Linked DNA regions of Mus musculus: region 2 is linked to region 1. A link is a contact called in public ChIA-PET data. All regions are on one chromosome and are shown on one strand. The core of a region is the stretch at or near the end of the contact, and the rest is flanking DNA. Distances in the headings are between cores, read along the strand shown.

Region 1 (5,233 bases), core at 2,045-4,544:
CATCCTTCTCCTTCCTCCCTGGCAGACTCAGCTGGAGCAGACTGTGTTCAAGCTCCGGGGAAAACGGGAATGCAGAGTTAGAATGAGGCTGCAGTTAGAGGCAGGAAGGAGGTTGGCTGCTCTTCATGTAGAAAGCACAACGCAAGGGTAAACTTGGAACACCTGGCAGAATTCTTTTTTGTTGTTATTTTGTTTTGTTTGTTTGTTGAGACAGTCTGTATAGTCCTGGTTGTCTTGGAACTCACTCTGTAGACTAGGCTGGCCTCGAACTCAGAAATCCACCTGCCTCTGCCTCCCAAGCAATAGGACTAAAGGCGTGTGCCACCACTGCCTGGCCCTTGCAGAATTCTTACCTATGAAACCACAGGTGCCACATGGACAGAAGCAGATCTAACAATTCTTTGTCTGTTGCTTTTGTTTTTGAAGATAGAGTTTCTCTGTTGTAGCCTAGGCTGTACAACTAGCTCTGTGGACCAGGCTGGCCTGGAACTCAGAGATCTGCCTCAAAAGCACTGACTGGCACTAAAGGCTTGCGCCACCACCATCCGGTTCAGTTGTCACAATACTTATTGAGGGCCCAGGACCACAGAAGGCATCTTATCAAACACAATTCCCACAATTCTTTTTTGATTGTATGAGGACATGTCATATTCCCTAATTTCAAATTCTAAAGCTCTGAATTGAAAACAAGCCTGGAAAACTGAGTTTAAACATCTCACTTAGGAGCAGGCAAGTTGACTCAGCCGGGAAAGGCGCATGCCATGAAGCTGGGTGGCCAGAGTTCCAATCCCTGGGCCCCACATAATGGAAGTTGTTCTCTGACCTCTGTATATGCGCAGAGGTGGAGACAAAGGCACACACACACACACACACACACACACACAGTATCTATCAGACAATACAATAAAAGAAAGTTAAAGTCTCACTAAGCTCAAACAAAGAAGCAGCAATTGTAGCTTCCGTGAATGTTCTTTCTATCGATGTATGCACAGAGACACAGTTCTAAAGGCGCCGCCTACTTGCAAGTCCAATACCATCTCCCCGGCGGGGATCGATAAAGTTATTGCTGCATTGGCACTATTAGCACAGCAAATATCACATACAAAATTATGCTCCCTGCCTAATTGGAATTTGATAAATTGTTGCTATAAAAGACATGGCTAACTGAATTCTAATGGTGCCTTACAGAGCAAAAGGCGTCATTACATATCAGAATAACAACAGCAAACCTCACTTTTGGGGGTGGGGGAAACGGGGTTGGTTCTGTTGTTTTAGCTTTAAAATTTGTAGCCCTGGCTGGCCTGGAACTCTCTATGTAGACCGGGCTGGCCTTGACTCACTGAGATCTGCCTACCTCTCCCTCAAAAGTGTTAGGACCAAAACTGTGTGCCACTACTCCCAGCTTTTTTTTTTTTTTTTTTTCTTTTTAAATTGTGTATATGAAGGCCTAGAAAAACGGTTCAGTGGTCAAAAGCCCTGGCTGCTCTTCAAGAAGACCCGGGTTTGATTCTCAGCACCCACATAGTGATTCATAGCCATCTGTAATATCATTTCCAGGAGGTCCAATTCCCTCTTCTGGTGTCCACAGGCATGCACAGACACCCACATATATAAAAATAATTTTAATAAAAAAATAAATTATGAGTGCGTGTGTGTATGTGTGTGTGCTTGTGTGTGCATCACATACATACAAAACTTAGTTTTTAGAAAAGAATCCTTAAAATGTTGGGGCTTTTCCCTCCCCACCCCAACTCTTCTTCCTTCTTTTCTCTTCTATCTCCTCCTTTTCCTCTTCTTCCTCCTCCTCTTCTGAGACAGGGTCTCATGTACCCCAGGCTAGCTCTGAGCTATCTACCTAGCTGAGGATGGACTAACATTTCTGATCCTCCTGCCCTGTCTTCTGAATGCTGGACTTGCAGGCTCCAGCAGCCACCCTCTTTCCATGGTGCTAAGGTTCACCAGCAGGGCTCTATGCGTGCTGGGGGTGCATACCTGCTGGGGATACACACTGAGCCGCCTCCCCAGACCCTGGAATATTTTCTAGGCCAAATTTGAATGCATTTTTCTGAGAGAACACCTGCCCAGCAGTTCTCTTGCTCTGTAACCTAAAGACTTACTCACACTTTTAAGCCCCATTGAAGACCTCAAGCTTTTATTAATGGACATTATGCCTATCAAGATTTACTGTAAAAAAGAGCAGAATTTCTTTAAAGACTTATTTCTTTTTCTTTCTTCTTTCCATTAACTTATTTATTCATTTTACATCCCTATCACGGTTCCACCGGTCCTGCCAGTGCCCCCTCAAATGGCCCCTCCCTCTTCACCGCTGAGAAGGGGGAGGTCCCTCCCAGGAACCAACCCACCCGGGCAATCTCAAGTCACTGCAGGACTAGGCACATCCACACCCACTGAGGTCAGACAAGACAGCCCAGTTAGGGGAGCAGGATCTACAGGCAGGCAACAGAGTCAGGGGTCCAGTTGCTCCAATTGTTGGGGGACCCACATGAAGACCAAGTTGCACTTCTGCTACATCTGTGTGGGGGGCATAGGTCCAGCCCATGAATGCTCTTCTGTTGGTGGCTCAGTTTCTGGGGGCCTCCAAGGGTCCTAAAGACTTAATAATTATGTATCCAGGAGAATGTGCTCTCAATGCAGGTGCCCACGAGTACAGTGCCTACAACGGCCAGGAGAGGGCGCTGGATCCCTGCGGCTTGAGTTACAGGTCTCTGTGTCCCAATGTGGAAACTGAACTCAGGTCCCCTGCAAGAGCAGTGAACTAAATGCCGAAGTTACTTCTTTAAACTTAAAACAAAAAAAGGAATATGTAGGGTGGGGATGTGCACCTGAGTGCAGGTATCCCTGAAAATGAGCCAGGTCCCCCAGAGGAGAATTACAGATGCTAACAAGCTGCCAAATCCGGTCCTTAATAACAGCAGTGTGTGTTCTTAACCTCGGAGCCTACATTCCAGAATTCATTCAATCCAGAATTTATTTTTGTTTTTTGTTTTTGTTTTTGTTTTTTAATTTCTTGTTTTGTTTTATTTTTGTTTTTGGAGACAGGGTCTCTGTGTAACCCTGGCTGTCCTGGAACTCACTCTGCAATCTAGGCTACCTCGAATACAGAGATCTGCTTGCTTCTGCCTTACAAGTGCTGGGATAAAAGGCATGTGCCACTACATAGAGCCGAAAAATTTTAAGCAAACTACAAGCACACATTCTATCAGCAGGGAAACTGTCACCCTCAAGTGCCATCCGGTCTCTGCAGAACTCCCGGCCTGATGAGCAGCTGGTGCCGGCAAGGTTAGTGTGGTTTTGAACGTTACTCTGACCTCACAGAAGGGAGTGGAAATGAGCAGTCCACGCACAGGAAGTCAGCGGGAAGAGAAGGCCGTCTGAAATGGTCCTTTCACACAGTGAGCTGCCATGACTCATCAGTTCTACAGCGAGTCAGGATCCCATCAGAAATAAGCTACTTCTGCTTTACATTTATTCAAAGAACACTGCATCTGGCAAAGGCTGCCCAGTCTTATAATAAATCAAAATCCATCTGGGATTCTGTAGCCTTAGCGTGCCACCATGCAACTTTCCGCTCGCTGTAAACTGTGAAACTTCAGAAGCGAAAATAAAAGAGCCACAAGTGTCTTAGCTAGGGGTTCGATTGCTGGGACAGAACACCACGGCCAAAGCAACTCGGGAAGGAAAGGGTACCCCAGCTTACTAGGCTCGGTCACACCCACCACTAAAAGAAGTCAGGACAGGAATGCAGAGGGACCTGGAGCAGGAGCTGATGCAGAGGCCATGGAGGGTGCTGCTTACTGCCTTGCTTTCAGGATTTGCTCAGCCTGATTTCTTATAGAACCCAGGACCTCCTGCCTACAGAGGGCTGGGACCTCCCACATCAATTATTAATCAAGAAAATGCCACAAAGGCCAATCATTTTCCCAATTGTGGTTCCCTCGTCTCAGGTAACTCTAGGTGTCAAGATGACAACAGACAACCAGCACAAGAAGTAGCCTTCCTCTCCAGCTCACTCCCAGCCCCGTCCTCCCAGAGCATCCTCCTCCTGAACTCACTCCCAGCATGGTCCTAGGGCTTCCTCCTCTCAGCTAACCACCAGCACTGCTCTCGCAAAACATTACCGTCCTGAATTTACCAGCACTGTCTTCCCTAAGCACAGTCGAGCATTTCTTCCCATAATAAACTACGTAAAAAGGATCCACATGCCTGTAATCCCACCACTCTAGAGACCTAGGCAGGAAAGACTTACGTGAGTTCAAAAACAGCCATAGTGAATTCCAGAGTAGTCAGGACTACAATTTCCAGTACCCAAATTTAGACCCAAATCCACAAAGTTGTCCTGACCACCACGTAAGCAACATGGTACACACATACAAATAAATAGATATTAAAATTTTAAAATAGGGTCGGGGGTACTGAAGTGGGGGAGTAAGAAGGGTGATACAGAAGGAGAGAGGAGGGGACATAAACACTAAGGACATTTGAAAGATATTCTTTTGTAAGCTTACTTAATAATACCTACATCATGTGTATGTGTCCCTATCCGTGTGTGTGTGTGTGTGTGTGTGTGTGTGTCCATGTATTTATGTTGCATATACATCTATACTTTTATTGTTACAGGGTGATAATATTCTCCCAGGAGCCATAGACTAATAAAAATCCCAGTGACAGACATGGGACACCTCACGGAAGTAGTTAGTCAAGGAATCTAAGAGAACAATACAATACACACAGATAATTGCTATTGCCCTTGGTTGCTTCCCAGATCTTGGAAGTAATACCCTACGCTGAAAACACCACACACTTTGGTGATAGGACTTGGGAGAAATCAAGTTGGCGTGACCTTTAAAGACCTTCTTCCGTGGGGGCTGGCTCTCATAATATTATTAGATGCCATACAAACTGCTAAGGAGAAAAGCAAGAAATAGCCCTACTCAGCTGTAAAGACTTCCTCCACCCACAACAATGACTGACCATACCAGACGGCCCCAACAGCAGCCAACAACTATGTCATTGAACTTAAGGCCTGCTCAGAATGAGAGAACCTATGCCTGCTACTGTAAACCTAGCCAAGAAGCTGCAGCTGGAGAGGTCAGACCCTAGAGGAGAGCCTACTACAGCCATTTCTCTAAAACACTACAGCTTCGGACTGACTACATTACAAATACTTCTCTTCACCCCATCAAGCGCCTCTCATCCCTCACTGGAGTTTCAC
Region 2 (5,233 bases), core at 1,460-3,959, 540 kb before region 1:
AGATGTTACTGTGGGAGTATTCCAGAGTCAACTGCTGAAGAGGCCCCTTTATATTCCTGGGCATTTACATATGAAAGATAAATGTGCCTTGGACTTACTGAGGCCTCTCTGTAGCTTTCTAATGTAACCTATGAGAAATTACTGTTGCCAAGAAAAGAAACTTAGTTGCTGGGCAGTGGTGCAGCCTTTAATCCCAGCACTTGGGAGGCAGAGGCAGGCAGATTTCTGAGTTTGAGGCCAGCCTGGTCTACAGAGTGAGTTCCAGGACAGCCAGGGCTACACAGAGAAACCCTGTCTCAAAAAAAAAAAAAAAAAAAAAAAAAAGGAAGGAAGAAACAACAAACAGTTTGTTTCGGTTCTGGCAGTAACACATTTTTCCTCCTGTAGTTTATTCAATCCTTGAGTTCATTCAGTCCAGTGAGCTCGAGGGTTTAGGGCACGAGCCATTTATCTGTCCTTTTGTTCCAAAAGGTTTCTTTTAAAAAAAAAAAAAAATTATGGGAGCTACAGATAATCAAGTGAATTTTAAAATTTGAACTCTGAAGTTAAAAGCATACAGACTTTTGTCATACATTTGTGTTTATACTTTACAAGATTAATCAGGGTTTATTTATATGAGCTGGTTGAGCAACGTTGTTGGGGACTTTTCCATGATAAATGGCTGGGTGGGAATGTGGTTTGAATAAAGAACATGGCATTTGCTCTTGCAGGCTGCTTTTCATTCCAGGATGTCAGGAGTCTTATGGAAATCAGCTCATTAATCCTTCCTGTCCTCCCTTCTCCCTTTCTCAGCCTTCCCTTCTCAGTCCAGTTCTTTCCTCTGGTATGAGGGCAGCGGTTACCAGATCCCGGTGTGAGGGCAGCGGTTACCAGATCCCCGTGTGAGGGCAGCGGTTACCAGATCCCGGTGTGAGGGCAGCAGTTACCAGATCCCCGTGTGAGGGCAGCGGTTACCAGATCCCCGTGTGAGGGCAGCGGTTACCAGATCCCGGTGTGAGGGCAGCGGTTACCAGATCCCCGTGTGAGGGCAGCGGTTACCAGATCCCCGTGTGAGGGCAGCGGTTACCAGATCCCCGTGTGAGGGCAGCGGTTACCAGATCCCCGTGTGAGGGCAGCGGTTACCAGATCCCGGTGTGAGGGCAGCGGTTACCAGATCCCGGTGTGAGGGCAGCGGTTACCAGATCCCGGTGTGAGGGCAGCGGTTACCAGATCCCCGTGTGAGGGCAGCGGTTACCAGATCCCCGTGTGAGGGCAGCGGTTACCAGATCCCCGTGTGAGGGCAGCGGTTACCAGATCCCCGTGTGAGGGCAGCGGTTACCAGATCCCCGTGTGAGGGCAGCGGTTACCAGATCCCGGTGTGAGGGCAGCGGTTACCAGATCCCGGTGTGAGGGCAGCATTTACCAGATCCCGGTGTGAGGGCAGCGGTTACCAGATCCCGGTGTGAGGGCAGCATTTACCAGATCCCGGTGTGAGGGCAGCATTTACCAGATCCCCGTGTGAGGGCAGCATTTACCAGATCCCGGTGTGAGGGCAGCGGTTACCAGATCCCCGTGTGAGGGCAGCGGTTACCAGATCCCGGTGTGAGGGCAGCGGTTACCAGATCCCGGTGTGAGGGCAGCGGTTACCAGATCCCCGTGTGAGGGCAGCGGTTACCAGATCCCCGTGTGAGGGCAGCGGTTACCAGATCCCGGTGTGAGGGCAGCAGTTACCAGATCCCGGTGGGGTGGAAATCTTGCCCAGGTCAGGAAGCAAGTGAGATTCAGAATGAGCCCCGTCCTGGGAAGGGATGTCACAACATTGTCTAGGGATGTCACAACATTGTCTAGGGATGTCACAACATTGTCTAGGGATGTCACAACATTGTCTAGGGATGCCACAACAGGGTGCAGTCCAGGCCCCTTGGATGGTCCTCCTGCTGCGCTTGCTGTCTTCAGGCTGCAGCTCTGCTGTCCTAGCAGTCACAGGCTCCACCCTAACAGAAAGAACTTTGAAAAGCTCTCTCAAGCAGGACTCAGAGGAAACGGCTTGTTTACCTTGGCTGTGACTTGGGATTACAATTATATTGGGCTTCAGTTTTTTCAGAAGTGGTTTGTTATCTTGTGTTTCCCTCAGCCATAAAAGAGTAAATATGTATTGGATGTTCCTTTTAGAAAACTTGATGACATAAACCATGTGTGTGGGTACACGTGTGTTAATCCTACTACTTAGGGGTACGGAGACAAAGGGGCTGTTGCAAATTTCAGACCAGTCTGAGCTACTCAGTGAAACAGTTTCAAAAAAACAAACCAAACTGAAGAAGATAAGCAGGTGAGCTTTGTGTGCTGCTGGGCTCTGGGGTGGGGAATGGGATGGCCGAAGGGAAACATTCTCTACAGAACTTCATCCCTGGTTTTCCTTGGCTATCATTCATAGCAAGGAAAAATAATTTGAAAAACAATATAAAAGTGAAATCTACTCTTAGCACAGTTCTCTGTGGTTACATCATCTTTTTCCTTTTTTTAAAAAACATAGCTAAGGTTCTATTAAGTATAAAAGTTATAGCTTCCTTTTTTTCACTTGGCAATATGAAAATATTTGCTATTATTATTACTTAAAACTTTATGGCTGCTATGGAAAATGGTATCACACTTCCTTAAAAACTGGAAATAGAATCAGTATCTAATCCTGCAGTTCTCCGTCTAAGTTCAGAGAAAGAGAAAGCAGGCTTCGATGGTTGTACTGCTATGCTCAGAGCAACGTTCTTCCTGGTCACCAAACCACAGAACAGCAGTGTTCATTGCTGACAATGTAAGCAAAATATGCTATATACATATGGTAACATTAGTCCATCTTTAAAAGAGAAGTTCCCATCCTCAACTAGGGATTGAACCCAGGCCTTTCCACATGCTAGGCCAGTGCGCTGCCACAGCTATATCCCCAAGCAGCAAGAGAGATCTGACCTGTGCCACCACATGGAGGTACCCCGAGAGATGGCTGGCTGAGCAGATAGTTCATAGACACAGAAAGTAGAGCTGTCATTGGCAGCGTGTGATGGGACAGCCAAGAGATAGAAGTGCTGGGGTTAACATAGTAACTTCATACTTAAAACATTTAAAAATAGCAAGTACAAACAAAAACTAAAATCTCTATTATTTCTTCAGAGTTTTTTTTTTTTTCAATTTGGGGAATTGGGGGGTTGATTTTTCCTATCACTATCCATCTCTACAAAAAAAATAATTTTGCCTAATTTTGCCTTTTTGATTAACTAGGAAAAGAATCTTTTGTTGAAAAGTGGGCTTAAGCATCTCTCTGTGTGTCTCTATGCCTGTGTGTGTGTGTGTGTGTGTGTGTGTGTGTGTGTATGTATGAGGGGGCGGAGAGAGAGAGATTGGGCTTATTGGTTTGTTTTGCTGGGTTTTTTGAGATTGGTCTCATTATATAGTTCTTACTCTCCTGAAACTCACCAAGATCCACCTGCCTCTGCCTCCCAAGTGCGCTGGGATTAAAAGCATATGCCACTATAATTGGCTTCATTGCTCTACTTTGCCTTCATTGCTGCGTGTGGTGTGGAGTCAGTCTGTAACTCTGGCCTTAGGTTTCATTTCTAAAAGCAGACTAAGTCTCTTGAGAGGCAGCGCAGTGCTACAGCTGCTGTACGTTGTGAGACCCTCGTCCCACAAACAGTGCATGGAGACCTTGCCAAAAGTTTAAGGGTTTTTAAAAGTTATTTTTGGAATGCCTACTTTGTACCAAGCTCTGGATGAAGCAATCAATATATATGATTCCATGAGTTTATCTCAAAATGCTCTTGGTATTAGAAAATTAACTTTTCTGTGTTGACACACCCTATGTATAACACTAGTTTAGTTTGGCATAAGTTCAAGAGATAAGGCAAACAAGTATGGTTATGTTTTCAACTTTTACTTTCAATGTTTTAACACAGTAACTGACACGCTTTAACCTTTTGTTTCTGGTTCATAAGGACTTTTCCCTGGGCTTTCCCAGGGTACCACTAGGGCCTGGGTGTACTGTGTGCTCTGCCAGGGGTGCCAGGTAACAAACAAAAACTTGTTCAGATCCTGGTAGCAAGCCATGTGCTTTATGTCTCTTTGTGTGTGCTTGTTTGCACATTCTGTCTTGCTAGCCTCCTCCTGGGAGAGTGGGGATGGTGATAGCTTTAATTTTACTTTGAGACAGACAGAGCCTTGCTCCTTAGCCTAGGCCAGCCACGGCCCTCCTACTGCTGGGATGACACTGGGACACTACCACTCTGGCTCTGGTCATTGCTTTTAATAGAGCGTGCTTTACACACATCACTGCTGTACTCACCCAGCCACTTCTCCCATTAGGATCCCACAGGAGACTGTGACTCCTGGTCTTGGCACTAACAAATGCCAGGTTGGCTGGTAGCAAGTTTTCATTCCAAACAATAGTTCCTGATGCTCAGGGTAGAATGCTGGAATCACCGGGGAAGATTTAAAACCTCCCAGTGTCAACTCCCACCCTGAGAGACTCTGCTGTAGAAATAAATGCCTTTGCCTTCCCAAGTCCACTGAAGCCAGGGACCCTCATGTGGTCCTTGTTCCAGAGGGTCGTGTTACATTTTCATCTTTTAAGATGTGGCTAAAGTAGAACAGGCAGTACTTGGGTCAGTTTGTTTATCAGCCTTTTCTGGGCGAGGCCAGACTGACTTAGGCACTGCAACTATTTCTTAAAACCACAGTGCAGTGTAAAGAGGGCAACAAAACAGGTTCTCAGGCAAACTCCTGGATCTGGGATTTAAATACGGAAAACCCTGTGAAGTCCCTATGCATTTGCAGAGATGTAACCCTCAGAGGTCAGGAGAACCCATCCATCTACACAGCTGAACAGGCGTGGACCCCACTGAAAACTGCTAATATCTGTACTCAGCTGCCAAGTCCTTGTCAAGCTTTTTCCTGGACCTTACTGCCTCCATGTGTCCAGACACTGCTTGTCATGTTGGACTGTCTAAAATAGAGCTGCTCAGATAGAACGTGTTCTCAGAAGTCACTAGTTAGACTGAAGGTAGGACCTGAGCACCTAAATACTTGGCCAGCTCCAAGTGAGAGCTGCTGTTGACCCTGAGACAAAGTTCATAGTTTATGAACTTAGCAAAGGCTAAGCCATCAGCCACTGTAGTTCTAGCACCCAGTTAGAAATGTTCTTCCCATGCTCATGGCCTTACTCCCCCTTGCTAGGCAGAAGCAGACTCAAGACTTCCAAAGCCATCAG

What was found. ChIA-PET counts read pairs in DNA pulled down with a chosen protein or histone mark.
Region 2: an RNA polymerase II ChIA-PET map of memory CD8 T cells shows a contact between it and region 1, with 8 read pairs. The contact joins two enhancer-like sites. A contact is called at or near these places in 2 of 115 datasets of contacts at active chromatin or transcription factors (memory CD8 T cells and microglia).

Annotation. Positions count from the first base shown.
Region 1 is chr17:83,730,467-83,735,699 of GRCm38.p6, reverse strand. All of the region lies in intron 3 of Mta3 (metastasis associated 3), which reads right to left. Among named protein-coding and RNA genes, the nearest start is that of Mta3, 27 kb to the right of the region's middle. Within about 2 kb of position 3,294, at least 228 of the 459 cell types and tissues checked have an H3K27ac peak or open chromatin away from gene starts, as enhancers often do. A contact at or near this core is called in memory CD8 T cells and microglia, where this site is marked.
Region 2 is chr17:84,265,372-84,270,604 of GRCm38.p6, reverse strand. All of the region lies in intron 30 of Thada (thyroid adenoma associated), which reads left to right. Among named protein-coding and RNA genes, the nearest start is that of Gm24492, 20 kb to the left of the region's middle. Within about 2 kb of position 2,709, at least 92 of the 459 cell types and tissues checked have an H3K27ac peak or open chromatin away from gene starts, as enhancers often do. A contact at or near this core is called in memory CD8 T cells and microglia, where this site is marked.